2 separate regions of the Mus musculus genome follow, and region 2 is linked to region 1. A link is a contact called in public HiChIP or PLAC-seq data. All regions are on one chromosome and are shown on one strand. Each heading gives the region's core, a stretch centred on a gene start, on an enhancer-like site or on the middle of the called end of the contact. The rest is flanking DNA. Distances are from core to core; before and after follow the strand shown. Region 1 holds the start of Pou5f1 (POU domain, class 5, transcription factor 1). Region 2 overlaps Gm41577 (a long non-coding RNA gene).

The links. HiChIP or PLAC-seq counts read pairs in DNA pulled down with a chosen protein or histone mark.
Region 2: an H3K27ac HiChIP or PLAC-seq map of embryonic stem cells shows a contact between it and region 1, with 12 read pairs. The contact joins the enhancer-like site here to the promoter of Pou5f1 in region 1. A contact is called at or near these places in 6 of 39 promoter capture datasets (the HPC-7 cell line, cranial neural crest, frontonasal cranial neural crest and 3 more), 1 of 15 datasets of contacts at CTCF or cohesin (embryonic stem cells), 5 of 484 Hi-C or Micro-C datasets (the N1E-115 cell line, cerebellar granule neurons, cortical neurons and 1 more), 6 of 115 datasets of contacts at active chromatin or transcription factors (embryonic stem cells, memory CD8 T cells and pancreatic cancer cells) and 3 of 9 other capture datasets (adipose tissue, liver and pancreatic islet).

What each region holds. Positions count from the first base shown.
Region 1 is chr17:35,503,558-35,508,480 of GRCm38.p6, reverse strand. It overlaps Pou5f1 (POU domain, class 5, transcription factor 1), which reads right to left and starts at 2,449. Exons shown (of 5, transcript NM_013633.3): 1 at 1,998-2,449. The coding sequence starts at 2,381. Gm32362 (a long non-coding RNA gene) reads left to right here and starts at 2,744. Exons shown (of 3, transcript XR_385564.3): 1 at 2,744-3,055. RefSeq lists promoters at 2,403-2,672, 2,430-4,330, 2,379-4,923 and enhancers at 3,340-3,582, 2,664-3,672, 4,394-4,502, 3,667-4,923.
Region 2 is chr17:35,591,520-35,596,442 of GRCm38.p6, reverse strand. Gm41577 (a long non-coding RNA gene) reads right to left here. Exons shown (of 3, transcript XR_876776.1): 3 at 869-978. Among named protein-coding and RNA genes, the nearest start is that of Gm41577, 5.4 kb to the right of the region's middle. Within about 2 kb of position 2,477, at least 8 of the 459 cell types and tissues checked have an H3K27ac peak or open chromatin away from gene starts, as enhancers often do. A contact at or near this core is called in embryonic stem cells, where this site is marked.

The DNA of each region.
Region 1 (4,923 bases), core at 1,200-3,699:
ACCTTCTGTAGTAGGATCTGATGCCCTCTTCTGGTGTGTGTCTGAAGACAGGTACACTGTACTCATATAAAAAAAAAAAAAATCAAAAGAAAGAAAGGAAGAAAGAAAGTCCCAAAGTATGACACAGTATTAGTGAAGATATTGAAACAGGGACTCACTAGGAAGCTCTCCTGCCTCAGTGTCTCAAGGGCTGGGGTAATAAGATCCATCCCTCTGTTCAGCTCTAAATGAAAACCTACACAGCACACTCTAAGTAGCCAAATGTCCATGCCCCAGGAGCTGACAACACTCCGGAGTGCGAAGAAAACTCCTGCTGTACTAGAGTGCGACAGAGAAAGCAAGGCAGCAGGCTAGAAGCCTCTGGAGGTGAGAAGCCTTGAGGCCCAAACCACAGGAAATCATCTGACTCACCCTGGATGCGGTACTGGCCGGAGGGTGCAGAGGACCACCTCTGACGCCCACAGGTGTACAGTAGCAGGCATGCACACACCACAAAAAAAAAAAAATTTTTTTTTTTCAAAGTTGAAACAGGGATATCAATCGATGTATGAGCAATAGAACGGCAGGGGCACTCGAGGGTGTGGCTAAGGCTGCCTTCTTCTCAGTAGTACACAGTGATGGTTGGGACCAGGTGGGGAGGGTATAACAGATGGCCAGTTGAGTGTGCTTTCTAAGTTGCAGCGTGTGAACCGGACCCCCCCCCCCCAAAATGGCTGTCGGTTTCTCAGGCTTTTCTGTCTCTAACAGAAGACAGAAATGGAGGCAGTCATCTGGGGAGATGCAAGTCAGCCTTGAGGGCGGAAGAGGAGCAGGTTGTTGGAGCAAAGGTCCAGGATGGAGGGCTGAGGTGCTCCACAAAGGCTGGCCAACCCAGGGCACAGACAGAAGCAGCAGCCAGTGAGGCACACCTCAATGCCATTTCAATGGAAAAGGATTCTCTCGGCTTCAGACAGACTTTCATCTCCAACTGCTCCTCAAAAGACCAAAACTTGTAATCGCCCTCAGCAGTGTCTTTGGCTTTTCTAAATCCTATTTTGAGGATTTGGGATTAGCTTAACTAAGGTTCAAATCTCTTGCTTCATTAAGGGCCATTTAAGATGTGAGATAAACTATTAATGCCTTCCTAGGGGACTCCCGGCGGCATACAGGACCTGAGATAACACAGAAACTGGCACTTAGGGAGGGGACTCCTGCTACAACAATCGCTAAGCTGTCGGAACTCCCGGCGGGCATCGGTATCCACTCGCACCTTGTTCTTAAGGCTAATTGCTTACACTTGCTCCAGAGTGCTGGCTGTAGGCCATCAGACACTAAGCAAGGCCCGTGCACTCACAGAATGATCTTAAGATGGCCTGGAGATAAAACTCCCCTACCCAAGGGTGTCCCTTTCTTGTTTACAAGGAAAGGTAGAAAGGCTGAAATCGATCAGATCTGCACCTCAGGCACTACAAGGGTCTGCTCGTGTAAAGGTGACTCATGGAGTCTGAGGCTAAAGTAGACAGGCCGTAAACTTGACTGAAGGTGAGCCCTACTCCACACATGGCCCAAACAAGAGCTCCTATCAGCAGCCAGTCACACCCAACCTCTTCAGTAACAATAACTCCAGGATAAGCACCATTTTTTACCCCCCCAGCCATGCCTAACCTTAAGGCCAAGTTCCTGGGTCCGACTGTGATCCAAGTCCCCAGAGGGGCTGATATGTTTTTTTTTTTGGGGGGGGGCTGATTTTCACGCATCACTGGTGTACAGACAGTGATGGCATGAAGCAAGTGTCGGGACACAGGCCAGGCCTAGGTGACCTACATGACAAGGGCCAGGCCGAAACAATCCAGGCCGGTTTCTGATTCTTGCAATTCTGGGTTCTAGTCCACACTGCGTCGTGCTTCTCAGGAGGCCCGGCAGCCATCACCACCTTTGGCAGGCAGGGTGGCTACCCTACATGTTCCCAATTCCCTTCACTGCTGCCTCTGCCAGCCCAGCCAAGTCCCTTCACTTACCTCCTCGGGAGTTGGTTCCACCTTCTCCAACTTCACGGCATTGGGGCGGTCGGCACAGGGCTCAGAGGAGGTTCCCTCTGAGTTGCTTTCCACTCGTGCTCCTGCCTGGCCCTCAGGCTGCAAAGTCTCCACGCCAACTTGGGGGACTAGGCCCAGTCCAACCTGAGGTCCACAGTATGCCATCCCTCCGCAGAACTCGTATGCGGGCGGACATGGGGAGATCCCCAATACCTCTGAGCCTGGTCCGATTCCAGGCCCACCTGGAGGCCCTTGGAAGCTTAGCCAGGTTCGAGGATCCACCCAGCCCGGCTCCAGCCCTGCTGACCCATCACCCCCACCTGGTGGGGGTGAGAAGGCGAAGTCTGAAGCCAGGTGTCCAGCCATGGGGAAGGTGGGCACCCCGAGCCGGGGGCCTGGTGGAAAGACGGCTCACCTAGGGACGGTTTCACCTCTCCCTCCCCAATCCCACCCTCTAGCCTTGACCTCTGGCCCCGCCCCCTGGGTGGGTGGAGGAGCAGAGCTGTGGGGGTGGGAGAAACTGAGGCGAGCGCTATCTGCCTGTGTCTTCCAGACGGAGGTTGGGGACGTCTGGACAGGACAACCCTTAGGACGGGACCCCAGGAGGCCTTCATTTTCAACCTTCAAGGTCCTCTCACCCCTGCCTTGGGTCACCGGACACCTCACAAACCAGTTGCTCGGATGCCCCATCGCACCACAAAGCCTGTTGGCACTGCACCCTCTCGGCCTGTCCTTACAGCCCACTCAGCCATCCTCTGGAGAGCCTAAAACATCCATTGAATGTTCGTGTGCCAATTATTTCTGGGGCCACTCCTCAGTTCTTGCTTACCCACCCGTCTAGAGTCCTAGATATGGGTGAACCCAGTATTTCAGCCCATGTCCAAGGCCAGGACAAGACAGCCATTGCACCTCCAGTCCTCCAGAGTTTAGAGGCTCTACACCATGGGACCCCGAGCCCCAACCAGATATGTCCCCAGAGACCCCAGAGAAGTGCTGGCTCTGCGTTTTCAGAGCACAGTATTCCATCTTGTGTTGTCCAGGTTGGTAGATTAGACACTAACCACCCCCCAACCCCCATAAGACCTGCACCCAGGCTCCATCCCCTCACAGTTAAGGCCGGGGCCTCTTTCCTCAAGATTCTCAGTTCTCCCTCCCCCCACCTCCTCATCCCAGGCTTCCAGCCTAGTTCCTGGGTGGAGAAACCCAACGGGTGGGAGGTGGGTAGAGAGAAGAAATATCTGACTTCAGGTTCAAAGGGGCCTGGGAGGGACTGGGGGAAGGGGGCAGGACAATGGCCTTGGCTGGACAATCCTGGTCCCCAGAGGGGGCAGCTCTAACCCTAAACAAGTACTCAACCCTTGAATGGGCCAGGATGGCTCCCCTGGGGACAACTTCCTGCTCCCCAACCCCCTCCTGAGCCCCAATCCCCTCACACAAGACTTCCCCAGCTCTCCACCTCTCCTCAAAGACAGAGCCTCAGATGGAGATACCCTGCTTCCCTTCCTCCAGGGACTCCGGTGTTCATCCTCGTCACCCACCCCTCCCCCATTCCTGTGCTGGCGGAAAGACACTAAGGAGACGGGATTAGGAGGAGGGGGTGCAGAGAGCCTACCCTGAACTTCCCTAGAGTGGTTTTCTGGGCCCAGTCTGAGGATCCCATTACTGGCCTGGTGCTTAGTTATCTTTGCAAGAGAATAGCCCTCAGAGTGCCTGTCTGCAAGGGATGGTGTTTGTCTGTCTGCTCCTACACCATGCTCTGAACGAAGGCCCCAGGGTGAATCACACAGCCTCAAAAAGCCCAGAGCACCCCACAGTGTACATAGCCAGGACAGAGTTCTGAGCCTGGGCCCAGCCCGCCTGAGCTGTTGGCTAGGGTCAGTGGCTCTAGGTGCCCTGGGGGGCGGGGGTGTCTCTTGATGGTAGTCTTCATCAGGTAGAGATGGAACCTTTCTCTATAAAACAAGCTGCCCTTGAACTCCTGATAATTCTCCTGCCTCAGCTTCATCGACTTCACCAAATTCACCCTGAGACTTTGAAAAAAAAATTGCGTTTTATTTTAAGGGTGTGTATGTACCTACACACAGCTACACATAGCACATGTGTGGAAGTCCCCTCCTTCTACCACATGGGTCCAAGTCATCCCCCAGGGTGGCTGAGGGGCCATCTCTCTGGCCCTCTCCATGAATCTTCCGTTTCCTCCACTCTGTCATGCTCACCTCCCAATTTCTATACATTCATTGTGGAACAGTGCCATAGGTTAGTTGGAAGACCTAAATAAAGGCAGCGACTTGGAAGCCGCCAAGTTCACAAAGCTTCCTCAATAGCAGATTAAGGAAGGGCTAGGACGAGAGGGACCCCTCCCCAACCATCTTCTCTGCCCCCAGGGCAGAGCTATCATGCACCTTTGTTATGCATCTGCCGTCTGCCCAGAACTCTCAACCTCCCTGGGGGGAGGGGCAGGGTCGGGCTACAACCTCCCCACACCCAGTTCCTCCCAGGGCCAGCCTCTAAGGCCTAGACAGCACTCTCCACCACAGTTCAAGTATGCCTGCAGCCCAGCAGTCCTGTCTGTATTCAATACCAACCTTGTCTTATGGATTGTGATTTCTCTTTTGGTGACTCACTGGCCAGGACAAGAGACATATTCTGAGTCCTTTAACTGCCTAGTGACTGGCTTTGCAACCAGGTTAGCCCTAAGCGTGCCTAGAGTATAATACAGTCCTTAACAGCAACTTTGTCTGAAGTCCCAAGTCTTCTTAGAACTAGCTTGAAACAGATGTGCCCTAGCCTGGTCCCGAGCTGTGAGCCTGGTGGCCCTGGAGATGGGACAGCAGACCTGTTGGCTCATCTGATCCAGTTTCTTGCCTCCTGGGTCTTAGAAAATCATCAGACTAACTTTTGGGTTTGA
Region 2 (4,923 bases), core at 1,228-3,727, 88 kb before region 1:
AACAAAGGAGAGAGAGATGGCTCAGCACTTGAGAGCATTTGTTGCTTTTGCAGAGGACCTGGGTTTGGTTCCCAGCACCTATGTCACCCATAACCACTTGAAACTCTACCTTCAGGGGCTCTGACACCTTCATCGAGTTTATGGGCGCTTGTATACATGTGGTACACACACATACACTCAGGCAAATGCGCATAAATATATATTTATATATTTACATGTATATTATATTTAAATTTATATTATATTTACACACACACACATATATACATATATAATTTTTTAAAAAATAAAGTATGACCTAGGCCTCTGTGTTTCTCTAAGACTTGACACGGTGTCTTCCTTTCCTGCCTCTCTTCCAAAGATCAAGCCTCGCCGTGTTCTGGGCTCCTCGAGGAGGAATGGCTGCTCATCTTGTGGTCTGGACCTAAGAAGCAGCTGCTCACTGCGATTTTTTAAAAGTGGCAGCTTGTGAGCCGAGCCAGCCTGTTCGGGTCGGTAAAGCCTCTTTAATTGATGACTGAGGCCATTATACACTGACCTCTGCCCCGAGAGGCAAAGCCACAGCCCCCGAAACATTTACACACGTGAGTAAAACCGAGGGTGATGAGCACACAGTTAGAATGCTCAGGTAGTGACACCTTGAAACATTCGGAAGGAATTCGGGAGGGAAGTGGCCACAGATACTTGATTCATGCATTGGTCATGTGCAGCACTTACCGGCAGAGGCGGGGAGCACAGCTCAGTGGTAGAGCTCCTACTTGGCACTAAGGAAGCCTTGGGTGAAATCCCCAGCACCCACAAAAGTTCTAGTAGAGGGTGCATTTGTGACCTTTCTTCCTGCTACCACAAAACACCTGACAAAGAGAACTTGGGCAAGTTGGCTTTATTTTGACTGGAATGCTAGGGTATAGTCCATCACGGTGGGGGAGGCTGGCAGCAGGAACCTGAAGAGATCGGTAGTCGCATTGTATCCAATATCTGGAAACAGAGGGAAAAGATGAATAAAAGATGAATGCAGTTACTCTCGCTTGCTCTCTCTCTCTCTCTCTCTCTCTCTTTCTCTCTCTCTCTGTGTGTGTGTGTGTGTGTGTGTGTGTGTTCACGCGTGTGCTGTCTACCTAGTACCCTCGGAGTCTAGAAGAGGGTATCAGATCTCCTGGAACTGGAGTTATGGATGACCGTGAGCCACCATGTGGGTGCTAGGAACAGACCCAAGTCCTCTACAAGAGCAGCAAGTGCTTATAACCGCTGAGCCTGCCCCTCCAGCCCTCCATTTCCCTTCTTTATTCACTTCAGGATCTCTGCTCTCGGGATCATACCACCCGCATTTAAGGTGGGTCTTTCCACTTCTATTTTAACCAAACCTAGAAACTTCCTCAAGGATGTGTGATGTCTCCTCCTGGATCCTGAGGTGCTGACCCTCCCAGTGCGGGATGGTCACTTTCTCCAGCTCCTCAGCCTCCAAACCAGAACTAATGCAGGGCATGGATGGCTCCCAAACACCAGGCCCTCCTCATCTTTCATAGACAACACAAAACAAAGGTGCACGGTATGGAAAATAAGAGGTACAACTACACCCCTATATCCCAAAACGTTAAATTTTTATTTTGTTTTTTGAGACAGGGTTTCTCTGTGCAGCCCTGGCTGTGCTTAGAACTAGCTCTGTAAACCAGGCTGGCCTCGAACTCACAGAGACCCACCAGTAGGGTGTGTTGATTGGTTGAAGATGGTTGCTGGTTTGTTCTGGGGACGTTGCTCTACAACAAAGAGCGGCCCTGATTTCAGGAGATGGGTCTAATCTGAGCCATCCCACAAGAGGAGGAAGCATAAGTTAGGGACGACCTCTGACTACAAGAACACCTTCACCTCTGTGAATCCAGGACTGAAGTCTCTTGCAGAGGATCCGGGTTCCATTCCTGGCGCATACCTGGTGGCTAGAATTTTATCCTTTTAAAATGAACTAATATTTATACCAATAAAAGCATGTGGGGCAGGAGCTATGGTAAAAACCTGCTAGCTTACCAAGGCAACCTTTTTTTAAAACTATTTACAAAATAATCTCTTTACAAGCCTGATTCTACAACTAAACTGCTAGCTCTTTAGAAATCTCTTTTTATCCTACCACACCACACTAATCTATCTTTATTTTGAGCTCCTCCAAATTCACAAGGGCTCCTTAGGTCTCTTCCCTCAAATCCTGTTTTATCTGTGTCCTGCCAGCTGCTTCTCTGCAAGCCCAGCGAGAAAATCCCTATCGCTAACCTGGAGAATCCCTATCGCTAACCTGAGGCTTCCTCCATGAAGCTCTTCTAAGCCAAACACAAGAGACCCCAAAGAGAGTGCCCCAGAAGAGCGCCCTCAAAAGTCCAGCTGCTATAAAGAAATCTCTAGCTCCTCCCCTACACACTTGACCATGTCACCGTCATGGGGTGGGGCTCCAATCCAAGTCTATAGAGGCTGAACCATTTCACCCTAGTAACCACAAGACCACTCCCAAGCAATTTGCCTTAAAATAGACAGGAACTTTCGATTCTTATTTATCAAGCCTTTAGAGGCACACCCAAACTTCAGGATCTTTCCTTTCCTTTCCTTTCCTTTCCTTTCCTTTCCTTTCCTTTCCTTTCCTTTCCTTTCCTTTCCTTTCTTTTCTTTTCTTTTCTTTTCTTTCTTTTTTTGTTTTTTTCGAGACAGGGTTTCTCTGTGTAGCCCTGGCTGTCCTGGAACTCACTCAGTAGACCAGGCTGCCCTCGAACTCAGAAATTCAGGATCTTTCTAAGCTTGTATATTTTACTAACAATTAGGTTTTCTATGAACCATAATCCAATAATCTGCAACGACCATCTTTAACGCCAGTTTCAGAGGATACAGCACTCTATTCTGACTTCCATGAGCAATGCATACACATGCTGCACATACATAAAGCCAGTGAAATAGTCATACACAATAAATTTTAAAAATATATACAATACATGTATAAATATATATTTTATATTTATAATCAATATAAATATCTATATTAGAGAGAACAATGATGTCTTATATATGTATACATGTGTATATTTGTATATGAATATACATTATATTGTATATGTACAACATATAATCTATATACAATGTATATACTATATATACAATGTATACAATATATAAATATATAGTATATACACAAATACACACACACACACACACATATATTCACCTTACTGTGTAATAGTTCAAAGGGTTTCTTTTTCCTAACTGTAACTTCGCACCCACTAATCTATTTTTTTCTCTCTCTCTTTTCCTCCTTCCTCCTATCATACTTTAAAATTTATGTGGAGGCTAGCGAGATGGCTCAACACTTGTTGCCCTTGCAAAGGACCCAGACTATGTTCCCAGCAACTAGGTGATAGCTCACAGTTGTCTATAACTCCAGCCCTGCCTCTGCAGGCACTGGACACACAGGTGGTACATAGACATACATGTAAGTGAAGCACTCATGCACATAAAATCGTAAATCTTAGGGCCGGGCGTGGTGGCGCACGCCTTTAATCCCAGCACTTGGGAGGCAGAGGCAGGTGGATTTCTGAGTTCGAGGCCAGCCTGGTCTACAAAGTGAGTTCCAAGACAGCCAGGGCTATACAGAGAAACCCTGTCTCGAAAAACCAAAAAAAAAAAAAAAAAAAAAAAAATCATAAATCTTTTAAAGTTAATAAAATCTTTAACTTTGTGTGCACGCAGTGACTATGTGGAGTTCAGAGGACAGTCTGTGGGGTGGTTCTCTCTCTACCCCGTGGGCTCCAGAATGAATCTCAGCTCATCAGGTTTGGCACCTTTACCTACCGCGCTACCTTGCTGGCATCACTATTTAAATTGTGAGTCCTATAAGGGCAAATGCAAGGACTCCTATTAGCTTCGCTCGGGTTTTGCATTTCTCAGTGGGAACAGGAAAATGCTCATATTACGGGGCTTTTAAGGACTATCGATGAGGGCAAAGCAAACGAGAGAGTTGAGTCCCGGCCTCTCTTTCATACTTGAAGAGGCTGAATTCTGTGTGAGGTGGCATTGTGCCTGCCTGAAAAACATCTTTTCCCAATCTCCCTTACACTCTCTGTGATGGCGGGGCGCTGCTCTGTCTGTGTGGTGTCTGTAGAAGTCGCTGCGGCTCCAGAGAGGAAAAAATAAAGAACACACCTTGATAACCCCCCCTGAGCCCCTGACCTTTCACAGGGGCTCACTAGAGCGACAAAGATTGGCAGTTAGCTTCCAACCACAGTTGCTAGTTCATTCATGTACAAAACTCAAGGGTAGTTAACCCATACCTGTTTCATGCCTCACCTTTTGCGCATGCGTCCAGCCCACCCCATCTAATAGCCTCGCTGTGTGATTAAGGAGTGGAACCAAGTCTGGGTGGGCTCAGCTGACACACACCATCACGATGCATCCTGAACTGAGTAGAACAGACATGCTCACCCCAGAGAAATAACCGCTTAGGTGAGTCACTCTTACAAACACATCTCGGCTACCGGCGCACATTCCAATCAGCCCGCATCCACCGCACGAGGATGCTGCGACACCTTCCTTATAAAGTATCTTTGACACCTTTGTAAACACAGCTGCAGTCAGGACTTTCCCTACCGTTTATCTGGCACAGACACCCCTTCGGTCTCTTACACCTCAGTGGAGCCAGCCAGGAGGTAGACTTGAGTTTCCGTAAATATATTTGTTCACTGCCTGCATCCTCTGCTAGAGCAAGAAGTGTCAGGCAGTGGTGGCGCACTCCTTTAATCCCAGCACTTGGGAGGCAGAGGCAGGCGGATCTCTGAGTTCAAGGCCAGCCTGGTCTACAAAGTGAGTTCCAGGACAGCCAGAGCTACACAGAGAAACCCTGTCTAAAAAAAAAAAAAAGAAGTGTCCAAAACCACTGAGGCATCTTTCCAGGCT